Regions from separate parts of the Mustela erminea genome. Here region 1 is linked to region 2. Evidence: chromatin contacts called from public Hi-C data. All regions are on one chromosome and are shown on one strand. Each heading gives the region's core, a stretch centred on a gene start, on an enhancer-like site or on the middle of the called end of the contact. The rest is flanking DNA. Distances are from core to core; before and after follow the strand shown. Region 1 holds the start of FAM43A (protein FAM43A). Region 2 holds the start of XXYLT1 (xyloside xylosyltransferase 1).

Region 1 (6,243 bases), core at 2,538-5,037, 450 kb before region 2:
GCCCAGGGGCTCCTGGTGTGGCCTGTGGATGAGTTCAGCCTGTAACAGATGCTGATGTCAATCCTGGAGGTCTTGAGGAGGGTAAAGAATTGATAAAATAGGAGTTAGAAATGAGGAGGGCTGAAAGGCCAGAGGCCGTCATCACACAGTAGGATTTTTGAAGCTGGGGAGTCCTTGAACCCCCTGAGCTCATTCCCACCTTCAGGCCTGCATGGTAGCCTCGCACAATGCTCTCCAGATCTATAGCTGTGAGTGTTCTAGAACCCACAATAAATAGGTAAAAGGGAACAGGCAGAATTAATTTTAATAATATGGCATATTTAACATAACATAGCCCAAATATTATCATTCCACATATAATTATTATGAGACGATTGAGACATTTTCATTTTTTCTAAGTCTGAAAAATTCAGCATGTGTTTCACACCTGCATCACACTTCAGTTTGGACCAACTGTATTTCATGTGTGCAATGGCCACACGTGCCTTGTGACCTCCTTACTCATCAGCACAGGCTAGAATGTTCCTGCATGGCTGACTCCATCTCCTTGAGATTACTGCCCAGAGACTCCTTTCCTGGCCATGTGGTCTCAACTAGCCACCTTCTGCTCCTAGCCCTGAATTTTTGTGTGTGTTGAGACTTATCACTGTTTGAGATTTTATTATTTGTTTGCGTATTATCTGTGGGATATAAATCCCATGAGGGCAAAGACCTGTCTGTCTGCTTTCATACAGTATCCCCAGCAACTACATCACAACCACCGTAGACTCACAACAAAGGTTTATTGAATGACTTCGAGGATCCTAGATTAGTCATTTGTTATCTCCGAAGCCAACAGGCATTCCATGGGGTGTTGGGGGAGGAAACCCGAGAGGGAGGACCATGATGTAAGAAATAAGGTGGGAGAGAGCTGGCCTGGAATGCTTTCTGTGAGCTCAAAGGCTGACTCTCGATGTCAGGTCTGAGGCCAGGTTTCTTACCTGCTGTGAATTGGCCGTGAGTTGATTCAACCCCTGCCTTACCCGGTTGGAAGAGAAACCAGCCCATGAAATGGCACTTCTGCCTGGCACCAGCAGATGGGGCAGCATCACACACAAAAAGCCCAGTCCAAGGTCTGATGCAGTTGCTGACCTGTTTCCCAATGGCCGTGGCTCCTGTTCTGTTCTGGAACTGCCCTGTGTCTCAGGTCCATGGTGTGGGCTCATAGATGGTGCTACCAGTTTTCCCGGCTGAAGAAACTCCGCCAGCCAGCCCAGGCTCAGGCCCAGGCCCAGGTCCAGGCCCTGGGCCCAGGCTAGCAAGAGACAGCCTGGCCCTCCTCCTCCTGGGTCTGTGAGTCCCAGCACAGACTGTGACTCACACGTCAGACTGTTCACGTTTATCTAGAACCTCTCTGCCCTCCCAAGGTTGAAAACAAACTTATTGAGAAGGCCGCCCAGGCGTCGCAGAGACCAGCCCAGAGGAGCAGCTTTGTGGGCCTCTGCCCCCAGAACTGATGTCCTCGTTGCCTCAGAGAAGCCAGGCTGGCCAGTGGAACCCTCCCTGCCCTTGTAGTCCCCAGCGCTCCCTGCTACCACCTGATGCCGAAGGGGGTGCCCTTGTGGAAGCTGAGACCAGCCTTAGTTCCCACCACTGGCCCTTTCTTGTCTTCCCCAAGCCCTTCTGACCCTCAGACCTCTGAGCAACTTGGAAATGGTACCCGCTTGAACATGACATCTACTTGTAGAGTTTAGACTTGGAGATTATGGACCATCCAAGGGTCACTTAACACAGGTGAATCTGGTGTGCTTTTTTACCAGACTTTTCGGTTTGGAGCCCATGCGGTCTACCCGATTGCCTTTGCAAGATTTTCCAGGAATTGGAGCGGAAGAGGAATTCACCTTGACTTAAGCGGCTTATTATTGTCCCTAACTAGTTCATTCCAGCACCAGGTCTGGTGTCCCTCCATTAGCCCATTAGTGCAGCTGGGAAGTAAGGCATCACACCCTGGGGCAAGACTTAGCCATGAAAAGGCCTTCCTTCCCTCAGAGACTAGGAGGGCCTGAAAAGCACCACCGGGAAACTTTCTTCTCTCCTTGTTATAATCATTAAACTCCACCCTCATCTGCATGTGTGCACGCATTTTCACGTTCTAGAATTCTGCTGTCCTCCATATCTAGAAAGCCCTTTAATTCTTTCTTGCTTGGAGAAAGCCTGCTCATTCCTCACACATCACCTTCTGCAGAGCCTGTTCTGATTTTCCTACTCAAAAAGAACTTTCTCTTCTTCCTGCTTCTCATAGTACATTGGGTCTTTCTCAGGGCACATAGCCTGCTCTGTCTTCCTGTTCACGCGCACATCTCATTCATTAATTCAGCAAGCAAGTAGTGCCTATTTGTGTACCAGGCACTAGAGGACACAGGGTGCTCTCCTAGATTTAGCGGAAGCCTGAGCTGGGTGCAGTTTGCATCCTTTGTTGGACTGGGAGCTCCTTGGACACAGGAACTGGGTCTGCTCCTAGCTCAGGGCCTGGCACCAAAAAGTACTCAGGAAAGGTATGTTGAAACTCAGCACCAATGAGTCTGAGAAAATTGGGTTAGAATTTAAAGAAAGGTTATTTAAATTTAAAAGAAAGGCTAAAAGTTGGCAAAGGTAGGGCTCCAGAGAATTTCCAGGAGGGGCTGCAGGGGTTCTGAAATCAGTGGTTTTGGCATGGAAGCCAAAGATATCCAAGATCCTCAGGGGATGAGGCTGCTGGGGAAAGGGGTTCCATTGTCCTCTTCTGGGACAAACTTGGCAGTTTGATGTAAGATCATCTGGACATTTATCCCACACTCAGAGTTGAAGTCTTTTTGCTTTCACTGAGCAGATCACCGAGGCAAGCTTGTTGTTTGAGGATCCCAGAAATGAGTTACCAGCCAAGGGTCATGCTGGTCAGAGGACTGAGGCTATGCTGTTCAGGCAGCCCAGGAGAAAAGGATAATAATGTGATCGTCATTCCTAGTGGATGGTGGCTGAGTATTATTAGTGAAATAAAAAATGTCATTTGGATTTTCACTAGGAATTCTCACCCAAAATGTGTCAATGATGTAATAAAACGGAATGACTGGCCTGCGAAAACAAAATGGGTTCTAACCACACATAAGAATTACTTAGGAATGGTATAGGTCTCTGAAAACTAGTCTTCTCTGAGGCCTGAGAGCAGGAAGGGCCGCTGCTAGGGATTAAGGACAGAAACACTTTATTTATGGACTCTGTACAATATTGTTCACCCCCATCAGGACATCTCACTTCTCACTATCTGCTTGTCTGTGGAGAAAGGGCTCCAAGACCCTAAAAGATAAGTCTCGCTGTTTTCCTTGCTTCCTTTAATGAAAAATAAATTGTGAAAAACTACATTATTAAACAACACCAGTCATTCTCAGAGAGCTGTCACACAAGGAAAGAACCACTCTTTCCCCAACCTCTTTACATAGTAAATTAGTCTAAATCCCATCTTCCACCACTTCCCCCAGAAGTTTCGATGTAGACACACATTTATTTAGTGAGTTGCAATTCAGCCGGAGGGTGGAGTGTCAGAATTCAAGTCGCCTTTCCCGAGGGGGTAACCCCGGGTCTTGGCGATACCTGTAGATAAATGAGATGCTGGTAAATTTGAGAGGTAATTGCGGGATTGGACCGGTTTCCCCTTTCCTTCGACGAATGACTGCAACTAGGTCCCTTTAAGAGACCAGGAACTCGCCGGGCGTCCGGGCCCGAAACGCATCCTCTTCTGTGCTCCTCCCCTGTCCCCGCGCGGCGAATGGTTCGCGCCGGCCTATATTTACCCGAGATCTTGCTCCGGGACCGCAAGGATGTGAGGCTGGCGAGCCGGCTACCGCTTGCAGCACCGGAGGGGCGCGCCGCAAGGGCGGGCAGCAGACCTTGGGGACCTCGGGAGCGGAGTCGGACCCCCCCCCCCGGAGGGAAGAAATGAGGTAGCGACCGTCCCCGGAGCCGACCATGCGCGCGCCCCGCCCTCGGCGCCCCACGCTGCCCTGGCGGAGCCAGCCGGGACAGTGAGCCCGCCGAGTCCGAGTCCCTGCGTCGGGCCGGAGCGAAGATGCAGTGAGCCACCGCCGGAGTGCTGCGCCGGGCCCGCCGCGGCCAACCGGGGCAGCATCTGACCGCACTCGGGGCAAGCCGCACATTCTGGGATCAACCCCGCCGAGGGGCTCTCGGTTTCCAGCACCCCCTAGGGGAGGGAACCCGGACCCCTGGGCACACTCGCTATCGAGTTTCCGCTCTTTCTAGTTCCAGCCTTGGGGAGTGTGTGTGTGTGTGTGTGTGTGTGTGAGAGAGAGAGAGAGAGAGAGAGAGAGAGAGAGCGCGAGCGAGCGCGGGGGCCCTTTCCAGGTTCACCGAAGAGTTCCTGCATATTCTCGCCCCGTCCCGGCTGCTTTGGCTGGGGCTCCCTCTGCGCGCGCGCATCTCTTATTAACGTTCCACTCTGATTTCGTCTTTCTCTCAATTTGCTTGCCTAAGACTCTTTGCCCTCGTCCTTGCCCTGGCTGGGGTAAATCTGTGCACGCTCCTCCCCGGCCCCCCGCCCCCAACTCGCAGCTGATTATTTTCTTCTCTTTTAAAATTTTAACCCGTACCCACTTCGGCGGGGTCCCTGAGGACGATACTCCCTAAGCCCCTCTCTACCAGTGGGCCACTCCCAGCTTAGTTTTATTTTTCTGTCTTGCCCGGGCCGAGCCCGGCCAGGGCGGGTGGCTCAACGGGGCTCGTACCCGGCGCTCCGCCGCCGCCGCCCATCTGCGCGGGGGCGCCCTCCGGAGATGCTGCCGTGGAAGAAACACAAGTTCGAGCTGCTGGCCGAGGCGCCGCCACGGCAGGCGTCCAAGCCTAAGGGCTACGCGGTGAGCCTGCACTACTCGGCGCTCAGTTCGCTGGCGCGGGCGTGCCCCGAAGGCGCGCTCAGCCGGGTGGGCAGCATGTTCCGCTCCAAGCGCAAGAAGCTGCACATCACCAGCGAGGACCCCACTTACACTGTGCTCTACCTGGGCAATGCCACCACCATCCAGGCGCGCGGCGACGGCTGCACTGACCTAGCGGTGGGCAAGATCTGGAGCAAGAGCGAGGCTGGTCGTCAGGGCACTAAGATGAAGCTGACTGTGAGCGCGCAGGGTATCCGCATGGTGCATGCTGAGGAGCGCGCGCTGCGCCGCCCGGGCCACCTTTACCTACTGCACCGCGTTACCTATTGCGTGGCAGACGCGCGGCTGCCCAAGGTCTTCGCCTGGGTATACCGGCACGAGCTCAAGCACAAGGCGGTAATGCTGCGCTGCCACGCGGTGCTGGTGTCCAAGCCCGAGAAGGCTCAGGCTATGGCCCTGCTGCTGTACCAGACGTCGGCCAACGCGCTGGCGGAATTTAAACGGCTCAAGCGGAGGGACGATGCGCGTCACCAGCAGCAGGAGCTGGTGGGCGCGCACACCATCCCGCTAGTGCCTCTGCGCAAGCTGCTCCTGCACGGACCCTGCTGCTATAAGCCACCGGTGGAACGCAGCCGCAGCGCGCCTAAGCTGGGCTCCATCACCGAGGACTTGCTCGGTGAACAGCAGGAGCAGGAGCTGCAGGAGGAAGAGGAAGAGGAGCGCACGGAGAGCTGCCTGGAGGAGGAGGAGGAGGAGGAGGAGGTGGACCGTGCTGAGGAGGGGGACGCGGCAGCGGAAGAGGCCGAGGCGCAGCGAGCGCTGGTGGTGGCCATGCACTTGGAATGCGGGGACTTGCTGGACACACTGGAAAGTGGCCGCGAGGAGGCACTAGGGGGTGGCGGGGTCTCCCTGGGCCCTGGGGCTGGGCCGCCGCCTCTGCTGCTGGGCAGCGCCTCGGACATGAAGGCCGAGCTGTCTCAGCTTATTAACGACCTGGGAGAACTCAGCTTCGGCAACGACGTGCGCAGCCTGCAGGCCGACTTGCGGGTGACGCGCCTGTTGTCCGGCGAGAGTACCGGCAGCGAGAGCTCCATCGAAGGCGGGGGCCCGGACGCCACCTCCCCTGCTACCGCAGCCGACCGGTCGGGCCCTAACGACGGCGCCAACCCAGAGGAGCCCCACTCGGGTTGAGATCTCAGCAGCCCCCTGTGAGCACCCCTCGCGCCCCCGTGACTCCCCACCTGTCTTTTGGACAACACACATCTCCTCCGTCCCCCGCCCGCCCCCAGGAAAGGGGAAATGGGACACTTGAGGCCCAGAGTTACCCTGGCCCTCTCCTTCA
Region 2 (5,924 bases), core at 1,753-4,252:
TTAGCTAACATATAGTATAGTATTGGTTTCAGGAGTAGAATTTAGGGGTTCATTATCTCCCACGCAGAGGGAGAAGCATGTGTGAAGTGATGCCAGAAAAAGCATTCCTTTCAGGAATATTCCAAACCTGAGAGAGAATCAAATGACCAGTAACATGAAGCCAACCTTCCAGGACCATATATTTAAGGAAAAAAAGAGCACCGTTTATCACAGACAGAAAACAGATTCACAAAAATCTGACCTCGAAACTAACAAGAACGATTTTAGGCTGAAACCAACAAACTGTTTTCTGACCACAGCCATCTAACTACAAAGCCTCCAGACCCTCATCAGCCATGCCTCAATTCATGTCCCCCACAGCTGTTTCCAGGGCCTAGTGACCTATGGTTGTCCAAAGAGAGCATGGCAAAGGGAGAGAGAAGGAAACACAGGCACCATGATGATGGGAACCTGGCCCCAAGGCCAGTATTTCTGGTGCGGACTCTGTGCAAGGCATCATGGGACTGGAGATAAGACCTGACACGTTCATAGCACCAGTACACACCAGGGAGGAGGAGGAAGAGGAAGACTTGTCTTCTGATGGGGTTTCCCTGAAAGGCTCCAAAGAGGCGATGGCAAAGACAGATGACCAAGACCTAGAGATGGAAAGAGAAAGAGGGTCCCAATGGCAGCACGACACAGCAAAGGCCTGGCAGCTAGACAGCCCTGAGTACACAAGAAGCTGTGTCGAGCTAGAGAGAAAGGGCTGGGTAGAGATCTGGCCCAAGTTGCTACCTCTGACTCCATAAAGTGATAAAATGACAATGCTGGTCTTCAGGGTGGTGTTTGGAGACCCTGTCAAATCCCAACTCTGCCCAGACTGGCCCTTTGATCAAGTGCCCTTAGTTTTCTCCCTCGGCCAGCACAGCGTTTCTCAAGCATTAGAGTACTAGGGATCACCTGGGACAGGCTGCCAGGTCTCACCTTGAGATTCCAATTAGGTAAATGTGATGGGTCCCAGGCTGAAAAACCCCAGGTCAGAGAGTGGGTCAAGAACCTGGATTCTGGGTCTCCTACAGCATGAAGTCCAGGCCCGGGAGCCCTTCCCTGACTATGGTGGGTGCTCCAGACAGGTTTACTTGTTCTGGACAAGAGACAGACTTTGTGGGCTATGAGGAGAAGCAGGAATGGAAAGCTGTGGAAGGCTGGGCACAGACGGTCCCCAAGTCTAGGGACATTCCCGGGACGGTGAAAGCTAAGTAAAGAGTGGCCAAGGACCCAGGAGGAAAGGAAGGACATCCTGGGCGAGAATTCATCTTTAAAAGGCACAGTCAACACACTCAAGATCTAAGGTGCACACGGGAGGACGAAAAGCAAGGCTGGAGAGAAGGGCCAGGCCCACAACGCAGCCTTCCTGGAAGTTGGGACTTGAGCTGCCAGAGACCCCTGAACCTTGCAGGATCTGGGCAGCAGATCCCCCATCAATCACTGGACACAAACACATGGAACATTACTCTTACCTCACGACCCCTTCCCCCACTATCAGTCTCCATCCTTTAAGATCACCTCCTAGTCTTATCCAAAAATCAGACCTTGGATGCCCTCTGTGCAACTATGAGGTCAAAATGAGGCTAGCAACTTGACTGAAGCAATTAACACTAAGCCAGGAAGCCAATCTCTGACAAGCAGAGCTGGGAGATCATGGGAGATGAGGGAGAGAGGTGGGAGCAGAGTTGCCAACGAAGCAGGTTGGCCCAGCCTGGGACAAGGTGGCTAGCTCTGCTGTGCTCGCCCCAGATCGTATCTGTACCTCTTAGAGCTTCTGCTTCCTCCCTCAGAGTGACTGGTGGCTTCTCTAAATAGGTTCGTGACCCTGGAGACTAGGTAAGAAGAAGGTACAGAGAGGGGATGAGGTGGTTCACAATGTCTGGGTTTCCGCTTAGGCAGTTCTGACTTTAATACGAGAAATATCACTGCAACTTCAATTCACGCGACCTCACTAAGACCCTGGCCACAGACTTCGCATCAGATGACTACTGCCTTCAAACGACCCGTTCCAACCGCAAAAGTCAAAGACTGAGAATAAAAAGTGCAGACTGCGAAGGCAGTGCAGAATCCTGCAACGCCAGCAGAGAGGGGGCGAGCCAAATCTCGGGAGAAGAGGGACTTAACGGGTGGGGCACGGGTCAGGGTAGTGAGTCCACGCCCCGCAGCACTCCCGCACCGGCTGAGTGCTTCTGGCTCCTGGGCACGCCTCCCGAAGGCTGCCTCCAGCACACCGAGAAACACGTTTCCACGTTTCAGGCAAAGCTGGGGCAATGGGGGTTGGGGGGGACAGATGAATGTATAGGGTGGGCCATCCTCCAGGAGCCCCCGGCCGCAGCCCCGCTCACCTTGCACTTGAAGCCGGCGGCTGGCGGTAACAGTTCCCGCAGCAGAGCCTTGGCCACCTCACGGCTGGCCTCCTCGCTCACGAAGTGCAGGTTAAGCACCTCGTGCGCCTCGAACTTAGCGAGGCGCAGCAGGGAGCGGAGCGCGACTCGGGCCTTGGCCTGCAGCGCGGCGTTGTGTTCCGCCTTGGTGAACATCATCAGCAGGTGATAGTCCACCGGCCCCGGCCCGCCGCCCTCCAGGCTCTTGGCCTTGGCCCCCAGGGCCGGCGCCACGGAGCCCCGCGCCAGCTCCGGCGCGGGCGGCGAGGGCACGGCGGGGGCCCCGGCGCGGGCCTCCTTCAGCCTCTTGGTGGCGCTGGAGAAGGTCTCCCGGCCCGAGCCGAGGTAGTAGAAAGCACAGACGGCCAGCGCCGCGGCCAGCAGCAGCGCGCAGTAGTGGGAGCGCACAGCGGCCAGGCGCGCCATGGCCCGAGAACATGAGGGGCCGCCTCGCCGACCCATGCACCACCCGCCCGGAGACAGAGCAGCGGGGGAACGGCAGCGGACACCAGCACCCTGGCAGCCACTTAGTGACCCAAGCGGCGGGCAGCGGCCATGGCGGGGGCGGGGCCTCGCCGCCCGGAACCAATCCGCGGGTGCTGATGCGCGGAGAGGCGGGGCCAGGGCTGCTTGGCAGCCGCTGGGTCCTAGATTTAGCGGGATTCAAGACGGGAAGGATCGGGTGGTGGGTGAGGACTGAGACTTCGAGAAAGCCAGCGGGGCTGCAAGGAAGGTCTCTTGAAATTGGGCGTCCTAAATGCCCAGACCCAGACGCTATAAATCGAAGCTGTGCCTTGAAAGGTATAGAGGCGCCCCGACGCAGGACGTTCGTCAGCAAAAACACTAAACTGGACGCACAAAAAGGGAAAAATTTTATTTCTGAACCTTTCTCCCCGAAATGTTTGGAGGCTTGAAGTCCTCTCCCCGCCGACTCCTTTCACACCTGGGAGACTAGCTGGGGCTAGGGAGTTTAAACACGCTCCTTCCTCATTCACGGTAAATGAGAAATGCCACCTAAGGTGCAAATGGCCTGCCCAACCCACTGGCACCTGAGGCCATGTAAAGGATGTGGCCAGCAGGGGACTCGCTGCCCACGACTTGAAGATAGTTTCCAAAGTCCCAGGAAGTAACGCTGGAGACTTTTATAATACCTTAAGAGAATCTCAAGACGTGCCAAGTCGTTTTTCAAAATTTTAACTGAGGCACACTGAGGTAACTTGTTCAAGGTCACTCGGCTTTGACCTTAGACAGCTGGGACACTTGGCAACTACATAAAAACTCATTAACTTCAGTCTTCTAAGGACTGATGATAATACTACAGCATTTAAACATGTACAAATGATCTGCATTCTTGAAGGTCGCGGAGGTGAAAATGCATGGGCAAATGCACATACGAATTATCACTCAGCCGTTTACTGTGCCATGCTCTTATTGGTGGAAGTGACTGGTACCCCGAACTACAACGCATCTTTTTTTTTTTTTTTAAGATTTTTAAATTTATTTGACAGAGAAAGAGTACAAGTAGAGTGGCCGAAGGAGAGGTAGAAGCAGGCTCCCCACCGAGCAGGGAGCCCGATGCCGCTCGATTCCAGGACCCTGGGATCATGACCTGAGCCAAAGGCAGCCACTCAACCGACTTAAACACCCAGGCGCCCCACAATGCATCTCATTTTTAACTCTTGTTTTTTTCAATTGGAGTAACAGTTTTCTGAAAAAAAAAAAATTGGAACTCTAAAGTGGGCTGAGTGAAAAGATCAATACATACTAATTACCTTGTGGGGGTAGGAAGGTAACCCAGTAGCTAAATTAACTCACTCAACTGATGGGCTCTTACTTTATTTAATCCTCACAACCCTAAGAAGCAGAGGTATTATTTGCACTTTACAATTGAGGAAATTGAGGTTTAAAGCATATATTGCGCGAATTTAGCTGGCTAGTAATAGAGCCAGATCTCAACCCAAATCTTACTTCTGCCAATGCATAAGCTTTTAGCCAAGACTCACACTGAAAGCAATAATTCAAGCCCTGGGTTGTGTGTATGTTACCACAACCTTCAGCAGATATTGGTTACAAGAGCTAGTTCTCCAAGTTAATCTAACATGACTAATTATTAGACTTCAGACAGGATCCTTAATCTGAGCTTCAATAAGATCCATTTGGAAAACAGGGTTAATACTAGTACCTGAGCCTTATAGGATTATAAGACAATACATAAAAAGCAGAACTGTGCCTAACACTTAGCAAACAATACAAAATATGCTAGAAACACCAAACTCTACAAAAGGGCAAAATAGCCAACAAGTACCCAAATATGGCGACCATAGCTTTTCCAGGGTAATAACAAATACCAAACTACAAATCTCCGTTAAGACTTTATTATATGTTTTGTATTATCCCCATAGCAGTGTGCTACAGCTATATTATATTCTAATTGTTCACTAGTAAAAAATCTGGAGTTGTGGCCCTCACCTTCACATCAATAATGTGGTTTTTCCTTATGCCAGTTATTCTAGAATTTATTCAATTATTTTACTTTTCAGACCTTTACAAGATCACTACTCCTGGTATTTATGGATAAAAGAGGAGTGACAAGATAATTTAAATTTTACATAGAAAGGAAAATACTTGAGACTAGTCTTAACTTCATGTTAATTTTTTATTCCCAATTCTTTGACCATAAAGAAAAATGTTGCAACTTCCTGAAATATATTGCTGGCTGGAAACTAAAACAGGAGTTGAAGGTGGCCATTTATTCAACAGGTAACAAATGACCCGAGTATCATGCACGTAGTGCCTGAGGATTATACCAGTGAAAGAAAACAGAAATCTCTGCCCTCATAGAGCTTATATTCTAGCAGGAAAAAATAGAATAAGGAAAGGTATGTAGTGTGCCAGTTTTCACTTTGGTCAAGACTTCTGACCAGATATTAGAGGTAATTGGTTTCTCCATCTGTAATATTGGGTAGATGATCGGACTTTTTTCATATTGACTAGTACCCAATACTGTCAAGGATACAGAGAAAGAAACACTTTCCTCTACAGCAGATGAAGGGTGGGTACTTTTCTGGAAGGCACTCTGGCAATAACTAAAATCTTTCTGCGCCCTAAGAGCATTCTCAATTCTCTCCTGTTGTGATGAATGTTTCTCTCCAAGACGGAGGTTCCCAGATTTTGGTTGGACTTGGAAGCACCTGGGGAGCTAGGTAAAAACACAGAGAATCAGGCCCTATGAATCATCAGTGAGCCTGGGCCTCAATAACCCATCTTTTACAGACCAAAGTTTCTAAAGCACTGCCTTAGATCTTCGCACAGCCAAACTCCCCTTCAGCGTCAGACCTTAACTTAGATGTCATTGCCTTGATGAGTGGTCTCTAGACACTAAGCCATTCAGTGTCCAGGTGAGGCACTATCCTCCAACAATCCCACGAGGGCCAGCTCGAAACTATTCAGTCCCATTCTTCTCCATTCCAAAAAGCAGGATGTCAAGAAAATAGAAGTACATCTTTTATTTTT

What was found. Hi-C and Micro-C count contacts between places; a contact is called where the count stands out from the background.
Region 1: a Hi-C map of fibroblasts shows a contact between it and region 2, with 9 times the contacts expected there. The contact joins the promoter of FAM43A here to the promoter of XXYLT1 in region 2. A contact is called at or near these places in 3 of 3 Hi-C or Micro-C datasets (fibroblasts, skeletal muscle and spleen).

The regions. Positions count from the first base shown.
Region 1 is chr1:104,771,121-104,777,363 of mMusErm1.Pri, reverse strand. FAM43A (protein FAM43A) reads left to right here and starts at 3,787. Exons shown (of 1, transcript XM_032337383.1): 1 at 3,787-6,243. The coding sequence starts at 4,803. The coding sequence ends at 6,092.
Region 2 is chr1:104,317,494-104,323,417 of mMusErm1.Pri, reverse strand. It overlaps XXYLT1 (xyloside xylosyltransferase 1), which reads right to left and starts at 3,002. Exons shown (of 4, transcript XM_032337352.1): 1 at 2,373-3,002. The coding sequence starts at 2,873.